Regions from separate parts of the Mus musculus genome. Here all the other regions are linked to region 1. The links are chromatin contacts, called in public HiChIP or PLAC-seq and Micro-C maps. All regions are on one chromosome and are shown on one strand. The core of a region is the stretch at or near the end of the contact, and the rest is flanking DNA. Distances in the headings are between cores, read along the strand shown.

Evidence for each region. HiChIP or PLAC-seq counts read pairs in DNA pulled down with a chosen protein or histone mark. A called contact is a pair of places that touch in the nucleus more often than the background predicts.
Region 2: a RAD21 HiChIP or PLAC-seq map of pro-B cells shows a contact between it and region 1, with 4 times the contacts expected there. The contact joins two enhancer-like sites.
Region 3: a Micro-C map of granulosa cells shows a contact between it and region 1, with 3 times the contacts expected there. The contact joins two enhancer-like sites. A contact is called at or near these places in 1 of 15 datasets of contacts at CTCF or cohesin (the NIH/3T3 cell line), 9 of 484 Hi-C or Micro-C datasets (the C10 cell line, the HPC-7 cell line, brown adipocytes and 5 more) and 5 of 115 datasets of contacts at active chromatin or transcription factors (embryonic basal ganglia, fibro-adipogenic progenitors, heart atrium and 2 more).

The regions. Positions count from the first base shown.
Region 1 is chr13:102,309,811-102,314,033 of GRCm38.p6, forward strand. No RefSeq gene overlaps it. Among named protein-coding and RNA genes, the nearest start is that of Gm36703, 38 kb to the right of the region's middle. Within about 2 kb of position 2,426, at least 5 of the 459 cell types and tissues checked have an H3K27ac peak or open chromatin away from gene starts, as enhancers often do. A contact at or near this core is called in the HPC-7 cell line and pro-B cells, where this site is marked.
Region 2 is chr13:101,865,215-101,869,437 of GRCm38.p6, forward strand. No RefSeq gene overlaps it. Among named protein-coding and RNA genes, the nearest start is that of Pik3r1, 99 kb to the left of the region's middle. Within about 2 kb of position 1,892, at least 59 of the 459 cell types and tissues checked have an H3K27ac peak or open chromatin away from gene starts, as enhancers often do. A contact at or near this core is called in pro-B cells, where this site is marked.
Region 3 is chr13:102,643,272-102,647,494 of GRCm38.p6, forward strand. No RefSeq gene overlaps it. Among named protein-coding and RNA genes, the nearest start is that of Gm41046, 21 kb to the right of the region's middle. Within about 2 kb of position 1,755, at least 71 of the 459 cell types and tissues checked have an H3K27ac peak or open chromatin away from gene starts, as enhancers often do. A contact at or near this core is called in the HPC-7 cell line, where this site is marked.

The DNA.
Region 1 (4,223 bases), core at 1,176-3,675:
AAGTGAATGAAACTTTCTACTTTAGTCTCTAAGTTTTCAGACAATAAGAAGCTATATCAAAATACAATCTATCTTTTGTGGAACCCTTTGAAGAATACTGTTTCATCCTTAACATTTTGCTAAGACCCAGCACTGAATGCAGAGAGCCCCAGGCTTTTCTCTCTGGAGATAGCTGCGTTTCGGTCTCATTGGGTGTCTCTCTACACTGTTTACAGCATCCCAGTCTAATTTCAGCAGTGCATATGTGTTTATGAATTTATTCAATGCTTCTAGATTTCCCATATTTTTAATCTAACTTTACAGTATATTCTCTAGTCATTCTCTGAAACTTTTCTGCAAAATCAACCTTTCCATTTCTAATTTTATAAATTTGCACTTTTTCTTTCTTTTATGCGAGGTTTTGTTCCTGTTTAGGTTTGCTGAAAACTAATTCTTTGATTAATTCTCTGTGTGTGTGTGTGTGTGTGTGTGTGTGTGTGTGTGTGTGTGTGTGTTTTGCGGGGTGTTTTGTTTGTTTGGTTGGTTGGTTGGTTGGTTTGTTGGTTTTTGGAGGCATATTTTTTTATTTTTGGTTTTTGGTTTTTTTCTTTTTTTACTTTCTATTTTAATACTTTAAATTCCACTATTTATTGTTTCTTTTATTTATCACTGCATTTAAATTTAGCCTTTTCTTGCTTCTTTAGAACCTTGAGGCATATCAGTAGGTTACTTACTTGCTATTCCTAAGTTTTTAATGTAAGCATTGAGAGCTATAAACTTTCTTCCTAGAGCTGTCATAGCCATATCCCAAGGGTTCTAGCAAGCCATGCTACACTTACAATCCAATTCTAGGAATGTTTTAATTTCCTCTCTGATCTCTTCAATGGCCCTATTAATACCAAGTACATTCTTTAGTCTACAAATATTCGTGTATTTTCTGTGGATTGCTCTTTCTATTAATTTCTAGTTTTATCCCACTATGATCTGATACAATGCCTACCCTAGCATAGGTATTAAACAGAGTTCTTTGAGTGAAAATGAGAATTCATTAAACAGCAGAGTAAAGTATTGAAAAATGTATAGATCCTTAGTGATAAGCAAATAAATACAAAGTATGCACTTCTTTGGGGTTATGAATAAGTCATTTTTAACTCCACTATAACAATGCAAAGTACTAAGAGTAATTGTAATCACAAAAATTGTTAATGTTTACAATAGTGTTAAAAGCCAGTTACATCAATAACATAAACTATGAAGTGGGAATAAGACAGTGAAGATTTTGGACATATTGTGATAAAAAATGTTTTATGTAACTGTCGTACCAATTTACAAATAAAAGCTGTAGTAGATACAACAAGGATAGATGAAAATATATGAGCATACCACAATGAAATCAGCAAATGACAAAGGAAGAGATTTAAAAAAAATAGTAGCATATAACTATGAAACAGATAGTGAAACAATTAAGTAAAGAGCCCACCTAGCCAGGGCTCACCTTTCAGTGGTTACTTTCTTTAAATCTGAATGGATTGTTCTTACCTAAGATTAGTTTAGTGAATTTTAAATGATAAAATTATAGAAGACTCACTAGAATTTCAGGACATTAGGAAGCTAAAAGGAAAAGATTCGGATGCTTTCCAAAAGAACAAGAGTGGATACATGAATTCAAAAGAAACAAACAATCCTTAGTCAAGTCACAAGAGTGCAAGCAGAGATGGCATGTATAGTGGGGTGAAAGTATTGATAATAAAGAACCCAATGGGAGGCTGGTGGTGCCGGCTTCTGCCATCCACTAGAGAGTTGTCCAACTCCAGGCTCCAGGGCAGAAGCAGTCAGCTTTACTTAGACACAGAGTGGAAGCCCTGGATCTCCCAGGTATCGTTCCTTGTAAGTCCCACAGTTTAAGGGCTCTCTGTATCTATGGAAGTTCGGGATTCTTCCCACCTGAGTCAGATATTCATTTGTTGATATTCTTGCATTTAAGTTCGTCTTCTATGAGAAATTTTAGGATAATTAAAGGAATATTGTCTAGGCTATAGAGCACCATTCTGCCAAAGGCTTTCTTAGAGAGTAAAAATGTCCTACAGAGTAAAGCTCTTTGCTCTGAAACTTGATTCTAAGGCAACATGAAAATAAAATATCAGCAGAAAAACCTGCTAAGCCATGACCAGGAAACACTGACATGGGAACAAAAGAGCGGTGTGTTAGAAATGAAAGTGAGGGTAGATATGACCATAATTCATTGCATGCATATATGAAATTCTCAAAAACAAGGTAGGGGAGGGGGGAATGGCAGAGCAGAAATACAGAGCCTAGTGGTTTTTGGTTCATTTTCTTAATACAGTTTTGTGCTGCCAAATGAATGATGACTCCTCTAAGCTCCAGATAACATATTAAGTAAATAAGAAGCACACTAGGGTTTTAAGCCGTCAGCCATCAAGTTCCTGTTTCTAGGGGCCAAATGTAAACTATGACCTTAGAGATATCATTTTTATGAGGATAAGTCCCTCAATGTAAGTGCTCCCTCTGCCTCTGCGCTCTAGTATTGGAAGCATTTATCTCCCTGCTGTACTAACGTGCAGCCTTCCTTCAGGCCTCTCTTTCCTGTTTGCCTTAAAATCTGTTTTTAAGTAGAGCATTTTAAACTTCCTTTTTTCATTGCTTTCATGCCTCATCTCTTTACTCAGTTGGCTTATACTGGGTAGAATTATCTCTTTCCTTTATTGCTACCTCAAATTAGGGATCTAGTCATACAATTTTCTATGCCCATCCATCAACTTGTTTTTTAACCTCTGAAATGTTCAGTTTATTCTATTTATTCTAATTCTTCTTATAGACCTCTAAATATTAGCTTTTCTTATCTGAGTTTTCCTATATATGTATACTCCTCTAATTTTTCTAATATAGAATTAAATCTAAACTCCAACATTAACTTTCATGATTACATTCTGATTTTTTCATCACTTCCCACTGTTGACAGGAATTTCACCTTCAAATGTATGTCTCTTGCTGTGGTTCTCAAAAATTGGTTTTATCATCCTGCTACTTTACTCCTTCTAGTTAATCTTTTATTTTTAAATTTATTACACAAATACAATTAATTTCCAATCTATTACTCTAGCTTGACCCTCTCCTAAAATCTAGCACAGTTCAATTGCTTTTAGAAAATCACTGATCAACCTCCTCTAAAGCCAACTGATGCTTATACCCAAGCCTGTTCCCATGCAGTTTTTTTACATGTCTCAGTAGCCCTACCATAATATATGTCATTATCCTTGATGCTTTAAACTCACCCTGTTATTCTTTTTCTCTCCTTTATATAAAATCATTCACAAATTTTACATTTTATGTCTCTTAACATTTCTTATTTCTAGGTAGAATCTCTTAACATGATATCACCTAAGTGATGGCTTCTCCCTTTTTTCATAAATCTTTACCCTGAAGGAGCATTTCTAGTTTTACATTTACAGTTATCTTTCCTGCATCCATGTTAGCACACCAGTCACTTTCACAAGTACCTCAGATAGCTGTCAATCTAAGAACTTGGAACCAGGAAGGGATAATGTAGACTGCATAGCAGAATCCCTTACTCAGCCCAGAAAGGCTATCAGTTCCCAATACTATCCCAAATCCATAATCATCAAGTCAATGCTTGCTCGCTTCTAAAGAGAGAGAAATCACAACTTTGAAATTGTTCTCCTAAGTTAAAACCTTTCAAATTAGGTGTATCCCTGTGTCCTTGGGCAGTCTACTAATCTATATAGAGCAAGAATAAATCCTCTCACATATGACAACCTTCTAAATATAGTCATTGTCTCTCACACTCAGGTGCAACTCTTCTTGTAGTATATTATATACTGTTCATGTGTTATGATCATAATAGCTTTTGTGGCTACAAGCTTTTCTATCTGGCCTCTTTGTTCTAGAATAACAAATCTGGGACTTAATTATTTAAGAACGAATGCCTAGGCCATAAGGTCTGGCTCATTCCATGACTAGCTCATAACTTATGTAACTTATTTATTCCATTCTATGTGTGCCACTTGGCTGGTTAGCTCACCTCAGTTTCATACCTCGTCTCCTCTGAGTCAGATGGTGAGTGTCCTACCTGACTCTCTCTCTTAGCCGGAAGTCCCAGCCAAAAGTCCCGCCTTCTAATCCTGCCTCAGTTTCTTTGCCATTAGCTTTTTTTATTGACGGGTAATTCTTCAACACAGTCCACGGGAGATTATCCTCACAGTTCT
Region 2 (4,223 bases), core at 642-3,141, 450 kb before region 1:
CAAAACACCGAATTGCTGGTTCCTCTACATAGCCCTTAACTAGATAAAACTAGTAATCAAAACTGAGTGTCACAGGTACTTTGTGTTTATTAGGGTTTTTAGTTTAAGGCAGTGGTTCTCAACCTTCCTAATGCTGTGACCTATTAACACAGTTCCTCACGTTGTGGTGACCCCCATCCAGAAGCTTATTTTCATTGTTACTTTATAACTTTAATTTGCTGCTTCTATGAGTCATAAAAATCTGATATACAACCCTTGTGAAAGGATCATTTAACCCCAAAGGGGTCAGTATCCATAGGTTGAGAACAGCTGCTTTAAGGTCACAGGAGTTGTCTAGTACCATGGTTCCATGACTGTTGTGGGTATAACCAACTATTTTCTTATTGGTCTTGAGGCCTGTTTCATAGGAAAGAACTCATGCCTGGATTTGTAAACCTGGCCAAGAGTCCACAGCTGAGAGATCATAGTCCCTCGTGGGGAATCGACTGCTATTGTTTTGCTAAATGATCTAGTTGCCTTCCCAATACGCAGGTCTCTAGCCACAGATGAGTGCTGCACACACCTATAGTTGGAGATGCTTCATATAACAACGGAGGCAGCATCTAAGACCAAATTTTATAGGATAAGTAATGGAGAGCAGCTAGCTCTTAATGAGATAGCTATATCATCTCATCATACAGAAGTAGAAGATCTGGAAGGGCCAGAGGTAAGGAAGGACTGGGTCAAATAGGCCACTCATGAACTCAATAGCTGTAGTTGCCTGCACAAGTCTTACATAAGATCAAATCTGCCAGAAGACCAGCATTCCCACCTCTAGCTGAAGAGCTATTGACAGTTGCTGGCCCTTAGAGGAGGGAGATTTAGTCTTCTTTAGGGCAGTGGCCCTTGGTAAGTTGTCTGTTCTCCAGTGGACGACTCACACCCACAAGAATATGGATAGCAAAAATTGGACTCAATGTTGTTGTTAGCTTTAAAGGTCAGGAAATTGGGTGGGAATGAGGAGGCTGGAGAGTGGATCTTGGAGGTATTAGGGGGAGTAGTGGAAGGTGAATATGATCAAAATATATTGTATGCATGTATAACATTCTGTATGAATTAATACAAGTAGTATATTAAAAATACTTCTGTTATTGGCAAGATGGTGTAAGTAAATTCCCTGTCTCTGTCTCTCTCTCTCTCTCTCATACACACATACAGAAGTAGAAATGTGACATGTAGAGAAGAAGGGATCCATCAGGAGAGGGAGGGGCATCAGAGGAAAGTGAGGAATAAAATAACTAGGATTCATTATACAAGTGCCTATGTAATTTTAAAAAATTAAATAAACAGTGCTTCATTTAAAGTATCTAAAATAAAATATCCTTAAAGGCTGTTGAATTCATTTGACTTTGCTAGACTATTCAGAGACACATTACTAAAGTAAGTTTTTTGATACATTGAAAATTGGCAAATAAATTACTTAAATGGACAAAGCTAGGAAGCACATTTGGAAGTCGCACAAGTTGCTCTTTTTTTTTCCTGAGTCACAAACCATGCTGATGGCCTTCTGTTTCTGAGACCCTGATCTCTGTACACGTTGCATACCATCATTCACCTCCCCAACCCTGCTCAGTGGTCCTGTGCCATGTTTCCTGCCGTCCATGCTAATTGCATGCACTTTCCCTTGCTTTGAACTTGCTGTGACAAATACAGTATTATACAATGACCTGAGCTAAAACAAGGACATGTCTCTTTGAACTGAAGTCTCTCAGTAATCAGAAATGTGTTCGTGTTAAGCAGTAAAAGGCCTCGGCCTGTGGTTTTTTCACAGAAACAGGAAGCAAACTAAGACAGCAACTAAACCTGAAACTTGATTAATGACATGGCTGGTGGGGAAATGGGCATTTGGCTAGAATTACAGGCAGCAGACTGGCTGGGACTGGCTCTGCACACTGCTGCCCTGATGAGCCACTAGCAGAATGAGAATCGGAATGTGGAATTTCTAGATTCTTAATGGTGTTGAGTGTCAACTGTAATGTTGTAACACTGTAATCGAGTGTATAGGACTTTATTCTTTTTTTTTAAATATTTTTTATTAGGTATTTTCCTCATTTACATTTCCAATGCTATCCCAAAAGTCCCCCATACCCTCCCTCCCACTCCTCTACCCACCCACTCCCACTTTTTGGCCCTGGCGTTCCCCTGTACTGGGGCATATAAAGTTTGCAAGTTCAATGGGCCTCTCTTTCCAGTGATGGCCGACTAGGCCATCTTTTGATACATATGCAGCTAGAGTCAAGAGCTCCAGGGTACTGGTTAGTTCATAATGTTGTTCCACCTATAGGGTTGCAGATCCCTTTAGCTCCTTGGGTACTTTTTCTAGCTCCCCCATTGGGGGCCCTGTGATCCATCCAATAGCTGACTGTGAGCATCCACTTCTGTGTTTGCTAGGCCTCGGGATAGTCTCACAAGAGACAGCTACATCTGGGTCCTTTCAGCAAAATCTTGCTTCCTTTCGTCACAGCTCCAAACATTGTCTCTGTAACTCCTTCCATGGGTGTTTTGTTCCCAATTCTAAGAAGGGGCAAAGTGTCCACACTTTGGTCTTTGTTCTTCTTGAGTTTCATGAGTTTAGCAAATTGTATCTTATATCTTGGGTATCCTAAGTTTCTGGGCTAATATCCACTTATCAGTGAGTACATATTGTGTGAGTTCCTTTGTGATTGGGTTACCTCACTCAGGATGATGCCCTCCAGGTCCATCCATTTGGCTAGGAATTTCATAAATTCATTCTTTTTAATAGTTGAGTAGTACTCCATTGTGTAAATGTACCACATTTTCTGTATCCATTCCTCTGTTGAGGGGCATCTGGGTTCTTTCCAGCTTCTGGCTGTTATAAATAAGGCTGCTATGAACATAGTGGTTCTTAAGGATGAAAGAGAGTCTTACATCTGAAGCTTTTATCTTAATTTTACATGTGAATATATTCATTTATGCATGTCTAATTATGTATGCATAGATGTTATAATATATGGTAATATGTGTATAATTCTTATATGTAAGTTCTGTTAGACTAAACTTTTTAAGTCAAATCTATTTTCTATTTTAATCACCTTTATATACTGAAGATCTTTGGGCATGTCTGATACATAGCAGAGGTTCAATAAATATTTGATGTCTGTATGAAAATACCTTAAAGAAATTCAAGATTCAAAATAAAAATCCAGTATTGTTCATTTGATGTAGGAGAAAACTACATTAGAAATGGTCAATTCATTTGTGAAACATATTATGTTGTCAGATGATAGGGCTTGAATGTGTACTGATAGTAGATGATAAAAATTTTTATAAAAGTAACTTACATGTGCACATTAAAATGTAGGCAAATGTACACTGTGCTGTATGCTATGTGGCCAGTGGTACACCAAGCCTGTTGAAATGCTTCATTTCTATTCTTTAGTGGTCTCCACTGACTTAAAGAATTGTTAAAGAATCAAATTGCAGTCATTTTACTAATCCCTATACATGCAGTTCCACAAATACCTGACGCTCACAACTTTATTTTATTCCTCAAGCAAATCAGTTTGAAGATAAATGATTTGGGGCATTGAAAGGGATGAAGACAAACATCTTTCCTCAGCATGTTAGTTTTCTGTTGCTGGGCAACAGATAACACATTTGACGACTTCCAACAACATCCATCCATTAGCTCATAGTTCTGTAGGACAGGAGTCCTCTATGGCATCTGCTCAGGCTATCACAAGACTCAATCAAGACATTGTCAGGCCTGAGTTTCTATCTGGATAGTCCACTCCCGACCTCATTCTGTTTGTTGGAAGAAACTAGTTGCTTGAGGTTACTGAAGTCCATCCCTCCCTGGCTGTGAGCAGGAGACTGTTCTTTCTGTTACCACCTTGTTTCTTCAGTGTTTACTCGGCAATGGCACAGCCCCTCGACCCTTGTGCTTCCTTTCTCTGAACTCCAGATGTGGATGTACAGGGCTCAGGTGGCAAAGACAGACCTACTTCAGATGACCTCTTTCAATTGATCTGATCTGAGAACACTTTGACACCTGCCCAAGCCACTTGCCACACTGATTACATGGTCATATTCATGGATTCTGCCTGTACTGGAGGGAAGGATGTCACTCAAGGGTGAGAGTCCTGAGACTCACTTCAGAAATCTTCCTATGATACTGACTGAGTAATGTCTTTAGTTTAAATCCATGATATTCAGTCCAGAGC
Region 3 (4,223 bases), core at 505-3,004, 330 kb after region 1:
ACACACACACCTTTCCTTCCATATACCTTTTCTACAAGCTAATAGACATATGATTCGTATAATAATAATATACAGTTCTGTTGACTACTTCAAAACAATTCATAGCAGTAGTAGCAGAAATAGCTGTTTATATTGCTGCAGGCTCAAATTTAGTTAACACACTGGTTATCTAAATAAGGAACATTCCTTAGAGGTTCATATTTTAATTAGCATCTTTTTTTCCCCAAGTAGGGACTGGATAATTTTTATATCATGAGTTGTATTTACAGCTGGAGCAATGCCTCTGTAATTGAGTCAGCCAAGAATCAACCCAGCCATAATTTTCATCAGCGACCTGTATGGTTTTCCCCAGCTAGAGGGAAAACCAGGGACCTTCCCCTGGCCACCTGCTCTGTGGATGATGGGAAAATATGACAGCTTGACTGACAAAGTGATGAGATTATATAAAAGAAGGAGAAAAGAAATACACACACCCTCAGGGTATAACTCAATGGTAAAGTATAGGCTTGGCACACTGGAGGCCCCGGGTTCAAACCCAGCTCACAGTCAGATACAGCAGTGCTGGGCTGGAGTCCCGGAGACTTTGTTTGCTGAATCTTAAGGACCCATGAACTCAAGACCAGATGGGGCAACAGAGTGAGATTCTGTCACATAATAACAACAAAATACTTCCAGCCACACACACACACACACACATACACACACTGCTCTCTATATTGTCTCTTTCCTTTTCTTTGTTAAAGTAATTCATAATGTTTTATTAGATTTTTATCTAAATTCAAATTGTGATGTGTAGACATTTCCCTCTAACATCCCTGAATTTTTCCCTAGAGAATAACTACAAGGCCCCATGCCATTTCCTGCCGTGTAGTGTGGCACTCGTAGGGGAGTTAGTTCTTGGGACCTCATGGTAGGAATGGAAATGCTCTCATATCTCCTGATCTAGAGGGCTGCTCTGAGTTCAGCAATGCGAATCCCTGGGCTTCTCTGCTTGTTCCCCTGGACGACTTTCCACTCCTGCCTTCAGGAACCAGATTGTCCGAGCCATTATAGCAACATCCCATCTTCCGTGTACAAACTTGTGAAATACCAGCTTTTCATCTCACTGTCGGCAAATGGACGCCTTATGCACATACAGAACACTCTGCCACGACTCTAGTCACTGGAAATAACGTGGCACTGACATCAGGGAGTCACATAACAGACGACATGTCTAAAGGACAGAACTATTTTCCACAGAGTATTAATTTACCAACTTCCTACATGACAATTTCCCAAAGCAGCCGAGAACATCTGTGACCCGCAGGCTTCATGTTTCCCTTAATGGGGCACTAATTGTTTTTAAATAAATGTCCCCCACTGTGCAAGCTCTCAACGTAGAATAGAAGTGGGTTGAGGGGTAGAAAGCCTAGCCTATCATTCTGATGTCTAAAATGTCACACTTTCAAAGATGCCAGGGAGATGAAATGCATTTAATAATCAATGTAAAAAATTTAACACATGTTGAAGCTCCTGTTTGAATTATAAAAGTATCAATTATAAAATGTCTACCCTCCCCCGCAAAAATACCAATTTCCACTCCCTATAACATTGCTCCTTAAAATGGTTACAGGCGGGATCCACATGCATACAGCAGACTACACAGGCGTTGCTGGTGCATGCGTTTTGCTGGCTCGCTCTTGACACAGACTATTTTCTGCACGAAAGGCTCTTTCATTGTGTTTTCCTTATTTGTATCTTTTTCGGGGTTTGGAAATGAGGTGTTTTCATAGCGCCACCTTGTGGTCATGAGCCATATGAAATTTATACACCCAGCCTAACCTCAGCTTCCTTTCCCGGACTCGGCTTGTTGGAGATTTTTGTTTCGCCTTTGTTATTGTTTTCTCTTTCCTTCTAGTTAATATTCAAGAGTTGTTCTTTGCCAGTGATGCTACTGAGAATAATGACCCAATTCAAACAAAATAGACCATTAAAAATTTTTATGAAAATGTCCTAATGTAGTACCTGCACACTTAGGGATATGCCCCTCAATCAAGGGACTGCGGAGAGGGGTGTGCTAAAACCCCATGGGCACAGGAGAAATGTTGAGGCGGGCTTTAACTGAGAGCATTCTGGCTAAACTTCCCTTACATCTGCCGTGGTTTTCAGGGCTGGCGCTGGTCTGAAATTCAGAGAGCTCAGCAGGACAGGCAACTGATTCCAAGGCACAACGATGGGAATATTAAAGCCATTGATATTCTCCACACGGCAGCAGGAGCCACAGCCAGGTGCTAAAGGAATTGGTGGTTTATGAAGAAATAATCAAATATTCTTTCCTTCCCTTCTCTTTTTTTTGTTTTGTTTTGTTTTGTTTTTTGTTTTTTTGTTTTTTGTTTTGCTTTTTTTTTCCAGCCTCACACCAGACCCAGCCTTCTTATCTCCAGGGAGAAGAGTGCCACTCTGTAAAAATAATAGAACTCTTCCCCCCATGTCTCCCAAAACCACTTCAATTCTGAAGGCTTCATTACACTCGAAGAAACTCCGGTCCAATGACAGGTGTGGACTGTCAAGCTTTGAGGTAGGTAATCATGGAATAGAGTTTTTAAGATTTAGATAACTAAATCCACTGAAGGCTCCATCCACCTTTGTAAGTCGTTGACTCTCAGAAATTTGAAACAGGCCGGGAGGTAAATTTGCATGGTAGAAACAAAAGAGGAGAGGATACCTGGGGGTGACATTAACAAGAAAGGACCCGGTCCCTGGGCTACTTAAGAGCACCAAGGCTGCTCAAGGACCTTCCCTGAGTGGAGGCCTTGGAAAAGGTGACCTAATTTAAAGGGCGAGCTGAGATTCACACATAACTTTGTGCATGCATGCGTGCACATAAGCTCAAGGATAAACATCCAGCCCCGTTGGCATAGACATCGGGTTTCGCCTCAGCTCCTAGATTTGACCTCTGTGAAAGACAATGGCTTCTGACTTTCTCAAACGTCAACAAGAAATCCGCAAAGAAGGCATAGGGGTCAAGGACTCGAAAGTCGCATTTGTAGACAGTGTCACAACAGTGTCGCCCTGACAGAGCGGCTGAGGATAAAACTCTTATGTGTTTGAACCTGGAGAGGATGAGGTAACTGGATGGGCCACAGGAAGTCCCAAGTGGGCCACGGAAATTGACAAACCCCCATGTGTCATCCCACAAGTGAAGGTTCTGGAAGTTTTCCAAGTCTGCCAGTGATCCCAGCTGACCTTTCTCAGTCTGGCAGACTCGGGGCCAGACTGTGGAGAAAATGACTGAGAAGCAAATTCCTGCTGCTTCCTGGTGAGCCCGCTTCACTTTCCAGTAAGTCCCCAGTGGTATAATTGTTCCTTTATCTGCACAGGAAGAGAATTGTCGATTCCTTCTGGAAACTAGAGAGGGCCTGCCCACTCTCCTGGATGCTGGCTCAGAGTCTGTGCATAGGCAGACCTGGAAGGAAGCCCGGTCCTGCGGGGACCACCATGTCATAGTAGCTCTCAGCATCAGGCTGGATGGGGACTTTAATTCTCTAAGATTCAAAGGCCTCGTTGATGATCACCAAGCAGAACTTGCTGTATGTTACTATGAAACTTGGACCAACAAAGGGTGACCCACTGGCCAAAGCCAGGCCCTCTCCTGTGTTTATGACCGCGTCTTTTCAGAAGCATATCCCCGCTCGTTCACATTAGTCCCCTGTACACCAACTCCCCTCCATGGCAGAGGTGAGGAGCTGCACCAGAGCTCCCATGTCTGCCCAGCCCGGATTGCTCACTGCCTGGGCCTTCACATGAGAAAAGCTCACTGACTCCAGTTCAGCAGAAAGGCCGTTCTGGTAAGGCAGTGTAGTATCTGGAAAGACCCTGAGAAGGGACTCAAAGGCCTGAACTCAGGCTCTGCCTCTATCAGAAACCAGCAGGTGAATGACTGAATACCTTTCCAGGGGCACGGGATGTAAAAAAAAAAAAAAAAAAAAAAAAAAAATGTGATCTCCATCTCCAGTGCCAAACTGGTTACCCAATACTTTTTGTTTCCAAAAGCTTTTTTTCCTATTTGTGACCCAAGGACTATGATATTTGAGGTTATTACATTGGTATTGACACCTTGTAAAAAATAAATAAATATGGGAATACAGAGATAGAGAGTTCCTTGGTTTAAAGCACTATCTGCTCTTTGAGAAAACCCAAGTTTGGTTTCTAGCATCCATCGAAGTAGAGTACCCTACAACCAT